Regions from separate parts of the Mus musculus genome. Here regions 1 and 3 are each linked to region 2. Evidence: chromatin contacts called from public promoter capture Hi-C data. All regions are on one chromosome and are shown on one strand. Each heading gives the region's core, a stretch centred on a gene start, on an enhancer-like site or on the middle of the called end of the contact. The rest is flanking DNA. Distances are from core to core; before and after follow the strand shown.

Evidence for each region. Promoter capture Hi-C pulls out the DNA fragments that hold promoters and counts their contacts.
Region 1: a promoter capture Hi-C map of embryonic stem cells shows a contact between it and region 2, with 3 times the contacts expected there. The contact joins the promoter of Mogat2 here to the promoter of Gdpd5 in region 2. A contact is called at or near these places in 9 of 39 promoter capture datasets (the 3T3-L1 cell line, 3T3-L1-derived adipocytes, the C10 cell line and 5 more), 4 of 15 datasets of contacts at CTCF or cohesin (CD8 T cells, embryonic stem cells, large pre-B cells and 1 more), 43 of 484 Hi-C or Micro-C datasets (the 63-12 cell line, B cells, the C10 cell line and 28 more), 8 of 115 datasets of contacts at active chromatin or transcription factors (the 230-238 cell line, bone marrow-derived dendritic cells, differentiating embryonic stem cells and 5 more) and 3 of 9 other capture datasets (adipose tissue, macrophages and pancreatic islet).
Region 3: a contact with region 2 is called in a promoter capture Hi-C map of embryonic stem cells, with 3 times the contacts expected there. The contact joins the promoter of Tpbgl here to the promoter of Gdpd5 in region 2. A contact is called at or near these places in 7 of 39 promoter capture datasets (embryonic stem cells, fetal liver, hippocampal neurons and 3 more), 2 of 484 Hi-C or Micro-C datasets (the G1E-ER4 cell line and embryonic stem cells) and 1 of 9 other capture datasets (liver).

What each region holds. Positions count from the first base shown.
Region 1 is chr7:99,235,414-99,240,068 of GRCm38.p6, reverse strand. Mogat2 (monoacylglycerol O-acyltransferase 2) reads left to right here and starts at 1,458. Exons shown (of 6, transcript NM_177448.4): 1 at 1,458-1,594. The coding sequence starts at 1,504.
Region 2 is chr7:99,378,402-99,383,044 of GRCm38.p6, reverse strand. Gdpd5 (glycerophosphodiester phosphodiesterase domain containing 5) reads right to left here and starts at 1,527. Exons shown (of 18, transcript NM_201352.3): 1 at 837-1,527.
Region 3 is chr7:99,624,673-99,629,165 of GRCm38.p6, reverse strand. Tpbgl (trophoblast glycoprotein-like) reads left to right here and starts at 2,063. Exons shown (of 1, transcript NM_001195529.1): 1 at 2,063-4,493. The coding sequence starts at 2,518. The coding sequence ends at 3,672.

The DNA.
Region 1 (4,655 bases), core at 209-2,708, 140 kb after region 2:
ATACTATACCAGTAGTATGGCTGGTATCTCAGAGGGAAAGGATACCTCAGCATAGGCCTGCAGAGGCACTACCCCTACATCATACTGAGCCTCTGCTAAACATATCCTGGTTCCCTGGTTCTTCTTCTTCTTCTTCTTCTTCTTCTTCTTCTTCTTCTTCTTCTTCTTCTTCTTCTTCTTCTTCTTCTTCTTCTTCTTCTTCTTCTTCAACATAAAACACAACAGGTGTGGCTGGAGGAAAACAATAACTCTAAGGAAACTCTGGCTATAACCTCAGCAACTCAGGAAGTGAAGTTGTCCTTTGCCATGGTGTGAAAGAGTCGAGCTGACCCAGGCAGGGGATGAAAGTTGAGTTCAGTGAGACGTACAAGCTATGATGGATGGTCAAGGAACCACCTGGATCTTCAAGTCTAGACGTGGGGCAGAGAGACAGGAAACAAGCCACCAGCCTGAACACAACCTTCAAGGGGCAAGAGGAATCAAGGATTAGTGGTGTTCACCTCTCATCCCAACTCTTGGGAGGCAGAGACTAGAGGCCAGCTTGATCTACAGTAGGCAGAACAAAGGAGTCCTAGGAAAAGTAGCTTGGGAGCCGAGAGGCAAAAGTGGAGGGAGAGTGTAAGGATCTAAGGTGACTGAGCCTGCTGACCAAAGGAGATGAGCAACCTGACTGTCAGCTTGAACCTGTGAGCAGAGTTTGTGGAATGTTGTAAACGTGTAACGTGTGGAGCTGAGGACCTACACGGTGTGGGGGATGGAAAGACCCTGAACGCAGCCCTGCTGAGTTCTACTGGTTAGTTACAGAGGGAAGGCAGACAGAGGAGATATGGGCACAGGGCTTTCTGATGCCAACTGTCGCAGCTTGTTTGTGAAGGAAGAGCAGAGCAGTGGACCTGTGAGAAAGTGAGGGGATCATTGGGCAGGGCTGAGGGGTCACCACTCCGGTCTCCTTGGGCTGTGGTTCTCAACTTCCTGATGCTGCGACCCCTTAGCACAGTTCCTCATGTTGTGGTGACCCCCCCCCCCAACCATAAACTTATTTGTGTTGTTACTTCATAACTGTAATTGTATTACTGTTATGAATGGTAATGTGAATATCTGATATTCAGGATATCTGATATGCGACCCCTGTGAAAGGATCATTTGACACCCCCTGGGGTCGTGACCCATAGGTTGAGAAGCACTGCCCTTGGGGTTTCACCTCTTTGCGCCCTACCTTGAGCAGATTCTAGAGGGTGGGAATAGTGGTTTGGCAGATAAGGCATTGCCTAAGAGAACTGATAAGGATGAAAGAGGTTTCTCTTCCGCCTTTAGCCTGGTCTAGGCAGAGGGATTACAAGGTACGGGGAAAAAAGGATGTGGCGTGGGCGGAGCAGGAGGGCCCTGGAGCTGGGCTGGGCTGGGCTGGGCTGGGCTGGGGCTGGACTGGGGCTGGCCTGGCCTGGCCCTGCCCCTTCAACCTAGAGCAAAGCCCGTGTGTAGAGCCTCCTGAGCCAGCTCAGCATGGTGGAGTTCGCCCCCCTGTTGGTACCATGGGAGCGCAGGTTACAGACCTTCGCGGTCCTTCAGTGGGTCTTCTCCTTCCTGGCCTTGGGTAAGAGGGTAGCCGCGGGCACACGGGAAGGGCAGGGCAGCCTCAGCGGGAGCACAGGATGCTTAATGGAGAGATTCAGGAGGGGGCTTTGCTGGGGTCTTCCAGAGCCTCGTGTGGGTATGTCTCCCATGTCTTAAGCAGTCTTCAGTTTCCTGGACTTTTGGGACCGCTGCATCCAGGCTTTAGCTGCAAGCTGCTGAGGGCGGGGAAGCACCCGAGGCTGGGTGGCTATGCCTCTGAGAGGGAAGCTCTCCAGTTTACCTTTCGGAAAAAGGGAGCTGGAACTGAGGCCAGGAGAGAAGGGACCGGCCTCTGCTTCCCCAGCTGCATGGTGGGGATGCCAGTGTCACCCTATGGGGGAACTTGTAGAGAAAATGCAGAAAGCTGGGAACTTCTATGAAAGGCAGATCTGACCTGGCTCCTGAGGTGTGGCTCTGTCCCTCTCCACCCTGTAGATGCTCCAGCACCGCTGTGGACCGGGAAGGAAGAGTGGCTGGGAGCACGGGAGGGAGCCTTATCTCCTTTGTTGGTACTAGACTGGGGAAGGACTGCCACCCCAGGACTCAGATTCAGCCCGAGTCCAGATACTACTGCCTGTCAAGACAGTCACATGCTCAGTGCATGCTTCACACACACACACACACACACACACACACACACCCCTCGGGTAACACACGTGTATACGTGTGTATGTGTTCCCACCTCACAATGTTTCATCTATATGGTTTATTCCTGCAAAGTGGGCTTTCCAGGATCACACACCTTTAGCACCCATTTTAAATGGGTCTGTACCTCTGTTCCAGGGTCGGTTACCATTTTAAGTACCCCTGGTAACAACCAAGCAGAGGAATTGCATATTTGAAAGGCCCAGGCTGTGAATCAGGAGCCTGGCAACTGCTCCTTCCAGAGGAAGAAGGGATGGGGGATGGGCAGAGGGCCTGGGAGGAGGTGTGGATACAAGACAGAGATGGCGGGTATAGAAAACAGAGGGCAGGCAACCTAAGCCCAGGGATGGCTTGGGTCAAAGGGCTCCGGAGACCCAGAGCCATGTAGTTTACAGCCACAACCTCACAGGGTCTAATGGACACCAGGCTCGGGTTGCCTCCTGTGTCCTTGAGGACAGGAGTTATGTCTGACTGGGTGAACCTACCCCATCCTTGCAGCCTGGGCCTGGGCCTGCTCTTACATAGACCTGGCAAGACCGAGGAGTGGAGCACAGAAATCAGGGCTCCCCTGAGCCAGGAGAGGACCGACTGGTGCAATTTGAGAAAAGGGTTCTGGGCTCTTTCATGCCAAGAGGGGGAAGTTTTACTTTACCCCTTATCCTGAGGGCAAAGGAGAACAATAGACTCAGCAGGGAAGTGACGAGGTCCAGTCTGGTGTTAAAGGTCCCCTTGCCTGCTGTGTGGGGGATGGGGAGATCAAAGGCGACCAGAGTCTCCACCAGTAGTCAACAAATCAGGGCCAAGACCAGCCCAAATGGTTTTTTTGTTGTTGTTTTAAGTCACAAATTCTGAAATGTCTAAAGTATTTGCTGTCTTGCCTCATTTTTTACCTGGTGATGATGGCGGTGATTTTGGGGCTGAAGGAATGGCCTCAGTGTCTCCAAGGCATGAGGATCTGAGTTTGATCCCCAGAACCTCTGTAAAAAATGTCAGGCATGGTGACACAAACTTGTAATCTTAGCAGAATCAGGAAGACCCCTAGAGCTTGCTGGGGAGGTAGCCTAGCCTAATGGGTGATCTTCAGGCTAGTGAGAGATACTGTCTCAAAAGAAGGTGGAAAGCTTTCCTCTGGCCTTCACACTCATGCATACATGTGGGTGCACACACCCACCCACAGGTGAACATACACACACGTGTCAAAACAGAGAAGTAAGCGGAGGCAGTATGGTGTGTTGCTCACAGACCACTACTTAAGGGAAGTTTTACAGAATAGTGAGGTTTGGGCTGGGGACATGAGTTTGTCAGTGAAGCACTTGCTGCATAAACGTAGGATTAGAGTTTGGATACTGTCTTAGGGTTTCACTGCTGTGAACAGACACCATGACCACAGTAGCTCTTAGAAAAGCATTTAAGTGGGGCTTGCTCACAGTTCAGAGGTTCAGTCCATTGCCATCATGGAGGGAAGCTTGGCAGCGCGCAGGCAGACATGGTGCTGGAGAGGTAGCACTAGGCCTGGCTTGAGCGTCTGATTTGGTGTTGGTGGCCTGCCTATAAGATCAACACAAAGGAAGCAGAGACAAGAGCCCTAGAGCAAGCTGGCTAGCTAGGCTAGTCCAATCATCAGTGAGCCCTGGATGAGAGAGAGAGAGAGAGAGAGAGAGAGAGAGAGAGACTCTGTCTCAATACCAGAGAGTCACAGAGGGATAAAAAAAATAAAGGTAAAGGCCAGGGAGTGATAGAGGAAGACACACTGGCACCTGAACACACATGTGCCCACATATGAACATACATATATATGAACATACATACATACATACATACCCACAAACCACATACACATCAAGAAGAAATACAATGTGATTCTAAAGCCCGCCAGCACTCAGTTTCCCAGGCAGGGAAGTAGCTGGGGAAGTCAATTAGGACCAGGCACCAAAGGCTCAGGCCCCAAGCCAAATGCTTTCCAGATGGGCTACTCATTGCTTCTGTGTCTTTCCTCTCTCACATCTCTCTCGTGGGGGGGGGGTAAGATTCCTCAGTCTTGGTCCATGCTGTTCCTAGATGTTTTTTGTTTTATATTTTATATTGTTGAATGAATGAATGGTTTGAGCCAAGCACTGAATCTCAGGTATTACCCTGCTAGCTTGCTATATGACCTTAGCCAGTGTGCATATACTGAGTCTCTAAAATGTGGGGGTTTAAGACAGACATGATGACACGAGCCTTTGATTCCAGGACTTGGGAGGCAGAAGCAGGTAGATTTCTGAGTTCAAGGCCAGCCTGGTCTACAGAGTGACTTCTAGGACAGCCAAGGCTACAAACAGAGAAACCCTGACTCAAAAACAAAACAAAACAAAACAACAAAAGGTAGGGGTTTTAAAACCTCAGGCTTAGCTGGG
Region 2 (4,643 bases), core at 278-2,777:
GGATGTTTGGAAATCTTTCAGGTCTACTTCTCTCTCAACCACTCACTGGCTTTAGGACCTGGGGTCACTGTGCCCCCCACAAGTCTTCAGTGTCCTCATTAATAATGCCAAAGGAAGGTGGCTGAGTTCTGAGGGACCACAGCTCCAGCTTCCACATGGCTGTGTCTTGGGGACCAATATGGTGAGTCCTTTAACAGATAAAGAGTACTTCAGTAACTTGGGGACATTAACTATGGGAAGCAGGTTGTCCCTCCAGCCCGGACCCCGGGAAGAGATCTTTTGGAACAGGGAAGCCCTGCCTTCAACGCAGGTTCACCTTTCCTGGGAGGTGGCATGCCCATGACCCAAGAGTGGCTGGTAAGAAGGACCTCTTCGGCTTCAGGACCAGTGCCTGGATTTCGATGCCCCAGAGGCCCCCACCCTGCCAAGCTCTCACGTGCATGCAGGCTATCCACTTCTTTTCTTCTCCCCTCCCTCTTTGCTCTTTCTCTCTTTATCTTCTCCCTTCTCCCCAGTCTAATCCTCAACATGGAAGGCAGAGGACCTCAACCCTGCCACGCCTCAGTTTCCCCAACTGTCTGCGCCCATAACAATACACAATAGCTTTTATCTCGGGGTTGCTATGAGCTTTGGATAAGGAACGACTTGTGCAAGGGCGGGGCTCGGACCTGCACACAATGGGCACTCAATAAGTGCGGGCTTCTCTCTACTATCTTTCGCGCGCCCTCTCCTAAACAGTTCACTCTCTGCCCGTGTCCCCTCCACGCCCTCCGCTGACCCGGGCCCTGCCTCTAAGGCTCCCGGGACTGCTCCCGCCGCGCATCCGGGGCTCTCACCTGCAACCTCCGCTCGCTGGAGACTGTGGCAGGAGAAGCCCCTGTGTTCCCCTGGGAGCAAGCACCCCAAGATCCTTAACCTAGGGCGGAGAAAGGTGGCAGCTTCGACTCGCCCAGGGGTTCGGTCCGACTGTTCTGCCTGCTTGGGACCCCTCACGGTGCGCTGGACCCGGGCGGTGCCAGTACAGTTTCAAGTCCGGAGCAGTTCGGTCCAAGGCAGCTGAAGATTTGGTTCTCCAGGAGCTGGAGGCCGGTGGGCGTCCCGGCTCCTCTACACTCAAGTCCCAGAGCTGGGGCCACCTTGCGCCGACCAGGGGGCGGAGGACACTCCAGCAGAGATGGGTCAGTATGATGGGGCCGAGAACGTCCCGTCTCGGAACTCCGGATCAAGGCCGGGGCTCGAACGTCCCAGCAGCTCCAGACCACGGGGCTAGGAAAGTCCAGGCGCGGAATGCGGGGCTCGGACAAGCAGGGCAGGGCAGGGCAGGGCAGGCGGAGCGCCAGCGGCCGGAGCAAGGCGAAGAAGTCTGCCCAGGTCCCGACGCCGCTCACTCTGCAAATCTGGGCGGACCTGTGCCGGCAGCGGACTCCAGAGCTCCGGGCCGCCGCTCCACTTCCTCCTCTTACCGGCTCCCCGCTCACCGCTTGCTCAGCCTCGCGCCGCAGCCTCTGCTACTGCCGCTGTCACCCTAGCCGCCCACCCCCACCCGAGCTGCAAACCGAGCCGAGCCGAGCCGAGCCGAGCCGAGCCCTGCCGAGACAGCTCCGGAGCGCCTGCGAGCTTGGCCCCTCCCCTAAAGGGTGGGACCAACAGAAACCCCGCCCCTGGCCGGGCCGGGAGCAAAGGCGGGGCGTGAGAGACACTGCTAGGCCGGTCCCCGGCGCAGTTGGGCAGCAAGAGCCAATGGGAGAGTGGAAGAGGGGTGGAACTCTGCTGAGCGTGGTCTGGTGCCGCTGGAGAAGGACAATGAAAGCTGCGCGTAGCAAGCGAGCCAGCCGCCTGGAGATCAAGATGGTGGGCTCGGGGGCCTGGGTTGACTGTGACTGAGCACGAGGCCAGCAGTGGGAAAGGGCGAAGCATGGAGGAGGCGAGGTTAGGACTGGGATGTCCCTGGATGGCGGAACCTGGGGCGTAGCGTGATACAGCCAGCCTCTTGCTCCTCCCCGCTGCTAGGGCTCCTTGCACTGAGTAGCATTTGGGAGCAGTGCAAGGCTCTGATTTTAGGAAGCGATGCAAAAAAGTTTGTAAAAATAAAAAGCAGATCTGTTTCCCACACTTCCCCTTTCCCAGAGTTCTGCGGCTCAGGGAGGAACGTCGTTATCAGTTTCAAAAATATGAGCGGAGGTGTGTGAGGACAGCTCACTTCGAATCGTGACTTCTGTCGGCTGTGCACCTTCCCCACCCCTCCCTGTCTTTGAAGTATCCAGCGTCCTGTGTGAGGCACCGAACAGGAGTGAAGGGTTTGATATATGAATGAGTGTTGCGAGTGCGCGTGGGCAGGGCTTAAGTCACTAATTGGCTTGGGGAGCCCTAGGATGAGGCAGCCCAGCCCAGGTTCATCTGCAAGCCTCAAATCAATTTTCTGCGTGAAACCCCTTTGTCACTGCTGTGGACCAAGACTGTAGGGGGCGCATGGTGTTTTCCAGATTGCTGTTGCTGGTATAGGATTCTATCCACCAACTCTGTGACATTCCTGGACTAGACTGGCTCTGGAAGATGGCTTTAGCCTCCTAAGGCGATGCCAAGGTCATCCTTGACTACACAGTGAATGGAAGCCAGTGTGAGCCTGTCTCACAAGACATAATAATACCACCTTAAAGAAACTCAAGACACTGCAACTTGACAGTCGAATGAGTGAGGAACCACATGGGCTTAGAAGACCAAAGGAATGGCTTTCCTGACAGAAACAACAGCACTTACAAAGGACACCTCCAGAGATCTCTGCCTCGTATTGGTTAGCAGAGGCTTCCCTGAGCAGGTTACAGGCAAACTGAGGTCAAAAAAAGCTAGCAAGGTTAGTAGGAGTTGACCGTGCTCCTGAGAAATCCTGGCAGCAGTAGAGCAAAAGTCAAAGTGGGAGATTCCAGCGAGGCAGGTAGAAGGGAGTTCAGACTTATCCAAAGGACCAAAGATCTCTTAAGATCCTCCTGAGCCCACAGCCCAGCTGGATGCTGATGAGATCAAACTAGGAGGAGCTTGGAGTTTGGATTCCATTAGCAGAGGGCTGTGAGAAGTTTTCAGCACACTGTCAACATGATGGAGTTCTGTAGGGAAACAAGTGTCCTTAAAACACAGCGCCTAGGGGAGTGGCAAGGGCCTGCCTGAGGATTGAAGCTATCCATATCACACTTGGTAAGGGTGCCAAGATCTCGTATACCTTCCCCTTGGCCAAGAACCGTCAGCCTTCAGTTGTCAGCCCCACGGAGCCCTGAACTCTTAGCCTGCTATTGTAGCTCCTTGTCTTTCCACCTCTTCTCCCCCCCCCCCTCCCTCACACCTCTCTCAGATTCGCTAACAATGAACATCATCCCTACACAGTTCCTCCGAGTGGCTGCCCTTATGGTCCTCCTGGACTGTCGTGAATCCCACCTTGAGTTTATTCCTGCTCCCCTGCAGGACTGAGGTGAGAGTTGGAGAGCCAGTGCTCATCAGCTTGCCTGACTGCTGTGTCCTAGAGCCTTGCCTAGACTCAGTAATTGAGTCACAAATGTCACCTTCTCTGAGATGCCATCCTGAACTCCCAGGCAGCCTTTAGTCTGATTTGCTTACATGGAAGATTCTTTAAGAATGTTCATGCCTCATTTCCCTCCCCCTTCATGGCTGGGAGCTACTCTGTGGATGTATGTCCCCACCCACCATGGCCCTTGAGAGACCTCAGCGTTAGAAGATGAATGAATGAGGTTCTCAGAGTAGAGCTGTCTGGCTGTTAGGACAGCCTCTTCAGGAGGTCAGATGGACAGAATGTCCAAAAGAAAAAAGCTTTTCAGAACACAGCTTCCTCGATGACTCCTGAGGCCCACTTAAGGTCAGCAAGTGGTGAACGGCTGCTCAGGTCTCAAAACACCCACGTTTGCCCTCTGGCTGCCCCTATGGAGGAGAAGGAGTTTTCTGATCTGGGGCAATCTGGCCTTTTGTGGTGAGGGAGGCCACAGAGTGACAGTGGATGATTGGTGGTGGCTTTGTCTGGGAGGCTGTCAGTGCATGGCCTGGCTTGGAAGCCATGCCTGGAGGCTGACAGGAGACAGTAGCCTTCTGTGCACCCCACGGCTCCTGAGAGCCTTGTGCATCTAGCCAGAGCGATCTGCAGATGCCGCTCCGCAGTGTCCGTGCAGAGGGCACTTTGTGTTCTCGTCCTAGATGGACACTCGCTTGCAGGCTGACAGTTATCAGTCACTTTGCATTCCTTCTCTAAATAGGCCACCTTGGTGTATAAACTCTCTTCACTGGATAACTTTGCACTCTGTGCGTGATGGGAAGGCACCGTGCTCGGTGGTGGCAGGGGTGGGGTGGGGATGGGTGGGTACTAAGACTTAACAGGCAGAGGTGATCCTATCCTTGTGCAGCACACTGTCTAGAGCAGTTGGTGGGCTCAGCTGAGCTCACTGCACCTGCAGATTCTGGATGCCTTTCCACCTTGGTCTCTATCTCCACCAGTTCAAAGTCTTTGCGTGTGTCCCTTTCCACCAGGGGAATGCCCCATCCCTAAAGGCTTCTCCAGGAAGCCTCTCCAGGTCTCTCAGTGGGCAGCATTGTGGGCTCTGTTGCAATGGAAGTCTTGCCCCCCTCTTGTAATTTATGCCCAGGGA
Region 3 (4,493 bases), core at 814-3,313, 250 kb before region 2:
CATTGACTGAGTCAGGGAGCAAACACAGCCTCAGCATCAAACAGACAGACATTTATTGAAATACCTACTGGACATAATACACTGGCAACTCCCGAAGGGAGAGAGCCCTTCTTCCAGAGAACACAACAATTCCCTCATTCATACAACACAGAGAACACGACTCCCCTTGCCTAATGATGTCCGTTCTTCTTAAGCTTCTCTTCCCCAGCTGAGGTGTTTAACACCAGTCAATGAAAGCTGCCTGCAACTATGTAACCCCTCTCCCTCGGAGAAGGCAGTCAGCAGCAATGAGAAGGCAGCCACCATGAAAACCGGAGAGGGAGTTTTGGCCTTGGCAGTGGTCTACACTTCCGTAGGGACTGGAGGCAGGTCTCCATGCAGTTAAGTGGGGGAAGCAGGCTGTTCTGGTCACTCATGATTTGAGCACTTGTGCTGTATGAGAAAAGGTACCTGTGACCTCCAAAGGCCAAGGACATAGTCCAGAGCAGGAGAGGGCCCCGTCTGTACGCATTCACTTTCACAAGAGTCTGCAAGCTGCCCCTCTAAGGCTGCAGTTGAACCTGTGTTGGCCCAGTGAGTGAACACTCAAGCACTTTGGTATGCTTCTGACTCTATGGACACATACCAGGTTACACTCAAAGCCGCTATGTACACAGGCACGAATGTGCCTGCATGTGTCTATGTGAGACACATTTGTTTGGAACTGCTGTGTGCAAGCCTCCCGTGCACATGCATGCACATCCAAGTAAGAATAAATTTGATAGACCACACATGGGCATGTGTAAGTCTGTTTGTGTAAAGTTTGCCTTTTTGTGTAGAGGCACACGTGTGTAAACTCAGGTGGCCATGTATACAGACATGTCCAGCTCTAAAAGCTACTACTGTCATCTGCTAGCATCTGGAGGTTATCATGGAGACAGGACTAGGTCAATATGAGCTGAGGGAGTCCAGCAAGATCACCAGCCTGGTCCTTAGTGTTGGTATTTGCCTGAGACCCAGGGAATGCAGGATATGCCTCAGAAAGTGGTTTCAATTTGCTGGTCGATCTTCTAAATGCAACTTCAGGGAAGAAACCAACCAGTAGTCTTCAGTTCAGGAGAAAGAGACTGACTGATGCTTATGGGGAGGAGGGGAGCCTCTATCCCAACCAGCTCTGCCAAGTAAGATACTCGAATGGCCTGCAGATCAAATGTCAGCTTCTCCAACCTGAATAATTCATGCCAAGACCAGGAATGCTCCCTCCTCTGGAGTCTGTCTCTTTAAATCAGGTCTTGAGCTTCTCAATTCTGGAGGAAAAAAAAAGTAAATAAGTAAAACCCAGAAAGAAAGAAAAACAAAACAAAACAAAACAAGCCTATTAACAGCTCAGCCCCCACCTCAGCCCTGGATTTTACCACACCCCCACCCTCCACTACAAAATCAGTTCCTGATTTTCCTGCTCCTAGAGCCCTCTCCCCAACCGGCACACCACTCAATATTGACTGGTAGGGCAATTTGGAGGGGAAGGGGCACAGTATCCTGGCAGTACTCAGTGCTGGGGCGGGGTGGGCAAGCAAAGAGCTGAATCACTCCACCCACCGCTCCCTGAGCCTAGGAGGGGCCCAGCCTGAAAGGTGGAACCAATGGGAGTGGTCTTGGCAGAGGCAGAGCAGCCTGAATTAGGGCGCGGGAGATGTGGGGACAGAGGGTGTTTTAGAACATAGAAGAGGGTCGATAAAAGACTGGACACACAGGACCTGCAGAGTTTTAGACACAGCCTAAGGGAACTGGGTTCGCAAAGGAGACATCCAAGGCTAGGGATTTTCCAGGCTCGCTCCCTTAGCACAGCTCCTTTCCTTGACTACAAGAAGAGTAACTTTGTCAGCCCACCCCTCAGCCCTGCCTCCTTTTCTAGGGACAGCTCTAAACTCTCCCACCTTCTCTGGGTGCACAGATCCACCTGCCAGGTCAGCCCTGAGGGCCCCGCCCCACGTGTGCTTCGGAGGGAGGAGGAAAGAAGCTGCCTAAACGAAGGGGGTGGGGAAAGAAGCAAGTCAGAGCTTGGGGAGCCAAACTTCTCAGCAGCTCGTGAACTAGAGAGCAGGGGAGCAAGAGAGCGCAGCGGCCCTAAGCCTGCATCTCCGGAGCCTCCCACCCCGCCTCCCTTGCGAGGAGGTGCGGAGACTCCGCTGGGGGCGGAGGAGGCGGCCAGGAGGCGGGGAGGGGGAGGCAAACCCTGCCCACTCGGCTCGGAGCCCGGAACAGCCGCGGAAGTCGGAGGCCGGAGCGCAGGGCGACGAGGGCAGCGAGGGCGGGGGGCTCCGCTCCCCGCCTGACCCCTGTAGCCCCCAGCCATCAAAGTGAAGGCTCCTCGGACTTTACAAGCTGGAGGACGGACCGGTCGGAACTGTCAGCTGCTCCGGGTCAAGGTCTAGCCCACAGCCACCTTCCCGTGCCACCCCCATCCCATCATCTCCAAACGCTCCCAATTCACTGGTGAGCGCTGCGGGCCGGGGGCTGGATGCGGGGACGGCCGCGATGGCCCCGCGCGCGGGACAGCGGGGGCTCTGGAGCCCGCTGCCAGGGCTGCTGCTCTTGGCGGCGGCGCTGAGCCGGCCCGCCGCGCCCTGTCCCTTCCAGTGTTACTGCTTCGGCAGCCCCCGGTTAATGTTGCGCTGCGCGTCGGGCGCGGAGCTCCGGCAGCCGCCCCGGGACGTGCCACCCGACGCGCGCAACCTCACCATCGTGGGCGCCAACCTGACCGTGCTGCGCGCCGCAGCCTTCGCGGGAGGGGGCGAGGGGGCGACGGACGGCGTGCGCCTACCGCTCCTTACCGCGCTGCGCCTCACACACAACAACATCGAGGTAGTAGAGGACGGTGCCTTCGACGGGTTGCCCAGCCTGGCGGCACTCGACCTAAGCCACAACCCGCTACGCGCCCTGGGCTACCGCGCCTTTCGCGGGCTGCCTGCGCTGCGCTCACTACAGCTCAATCACGCGCTGGCTCGAGGCAGCCCCGGGATGCTGGATGCACTGGACGCCGCTCTGGCCCCCCTGGCCGAGCTTCGCCTGCTGGGCTTGGTAGGCAACGCGCTGAGCCGCCTGCCACTCGCCGCGCTGCGCCTGCCCCGCCTGGAGCAGCTGGATGCGCGTGTCAACGCGCTGGCCGGCCTGGGCCCGGACGAGCTGAGCGCGCTTGAGCGCGATGGCGACCTGCCCCAGCCGCGCCTGCTGCTGGCGGACAACCCACTGAGCTGTGGGTGCACCTCGCGCCCCCTGCTGGCCTGGCTGCACAACGCCACCGAGCGCGTACCCGACGCGCGCCGCCTGCGCTGCGCTTCCCCGCGCGTACTGTTGGACCGGCCTCTGATAGACCTGGACGAGGCGCGACTAGGTTGCTCCGACGGCGATGCACACGAGAGCGGGGAAGGGATAGACGTCGCCGGCCCGGAGTTGGAAGCCTCTTACGTCTTCTTCGGGCTGGTGCTGGCACTCATCGGCCTCATCTTCCTCATGGTGCTCTACCTAAACCGCCGCGGCATCCAACGCTGGATGCACAATTTGCGCGAGGCCTGCAGAGATCAGATGGAGGGCTACCACTACCGCTACGAGCAGGATGCAGACCCACGCCGCGCGCCTGCTCCGGCCGCCCCTGCCGGCTCCCGGGCCACTTCTCCAGGCTCGGGTCTCTGAGCATCACCTCCCTAGTGGGAGGCTGTTCCTATCAGCTGATGACTTTACTTGGGCCATGCAGCCTTTCTCTGCCTGGCCTGGGCCCCGGAGATAACACACTTACGAGTTTGGATCTCTGAGACCTTTGGATCAATCGTAGTATCTCTCCCATACAGAAATTCCAAGGTGTACTCTTTCCCTGGCCTTAGAGTTTCCAGATCAAAAACCCAGAAATCTGTTTTCAGAAACAAATCCTGCCTGCCGGTCCTTACTGGACCATTGAAATTGAAATTCCTTCTCCCTGTCCAGGCTCACCCAAAGATCCTGCTCTTCCATTTTGAAATCTCTAGCACTTTCTCCACCTTTCTATATGCTTTAAGCCAGACACCCTGGCTAGATTGCACTGACCCCTGCTCCAGGGTAGAAGACCTCAGTCCCTTTCTCAGAGTTCTGGGGGGAGGGGGGGTCTACCCTTCTGGTCTCTTTGGAAGGTTTTTATGAAGTTTGAGCTTTTTGTCCCACCTCAGAACTCTGGGCTCTCCATCATGTAACCCAAATCTGAAGGCTTTCAGTGGTCTCCTCTAATCTGATTTGCTTCATACCCTGGTTCTAGCTCAGGCCCTTCCATTCCTTGCTCTTGGCTGGGTTTCAGCTCCGGCCTTGTCTCTTTCATGCCAGGGGCAAGGAAGGCTTGGTGTAGAATCCAAGCCTTAGCCTTTCTGTTGCGGCTCTAATGTCCCAACAGAGTTTGTCCTCCATCTAAAAGTCAGCTCTTCACCCCAGTCACTTTCATGCCCTGGCCCAAGTCTTAGGCTCTCAGTCCCCTTGACATCCATCGCTGG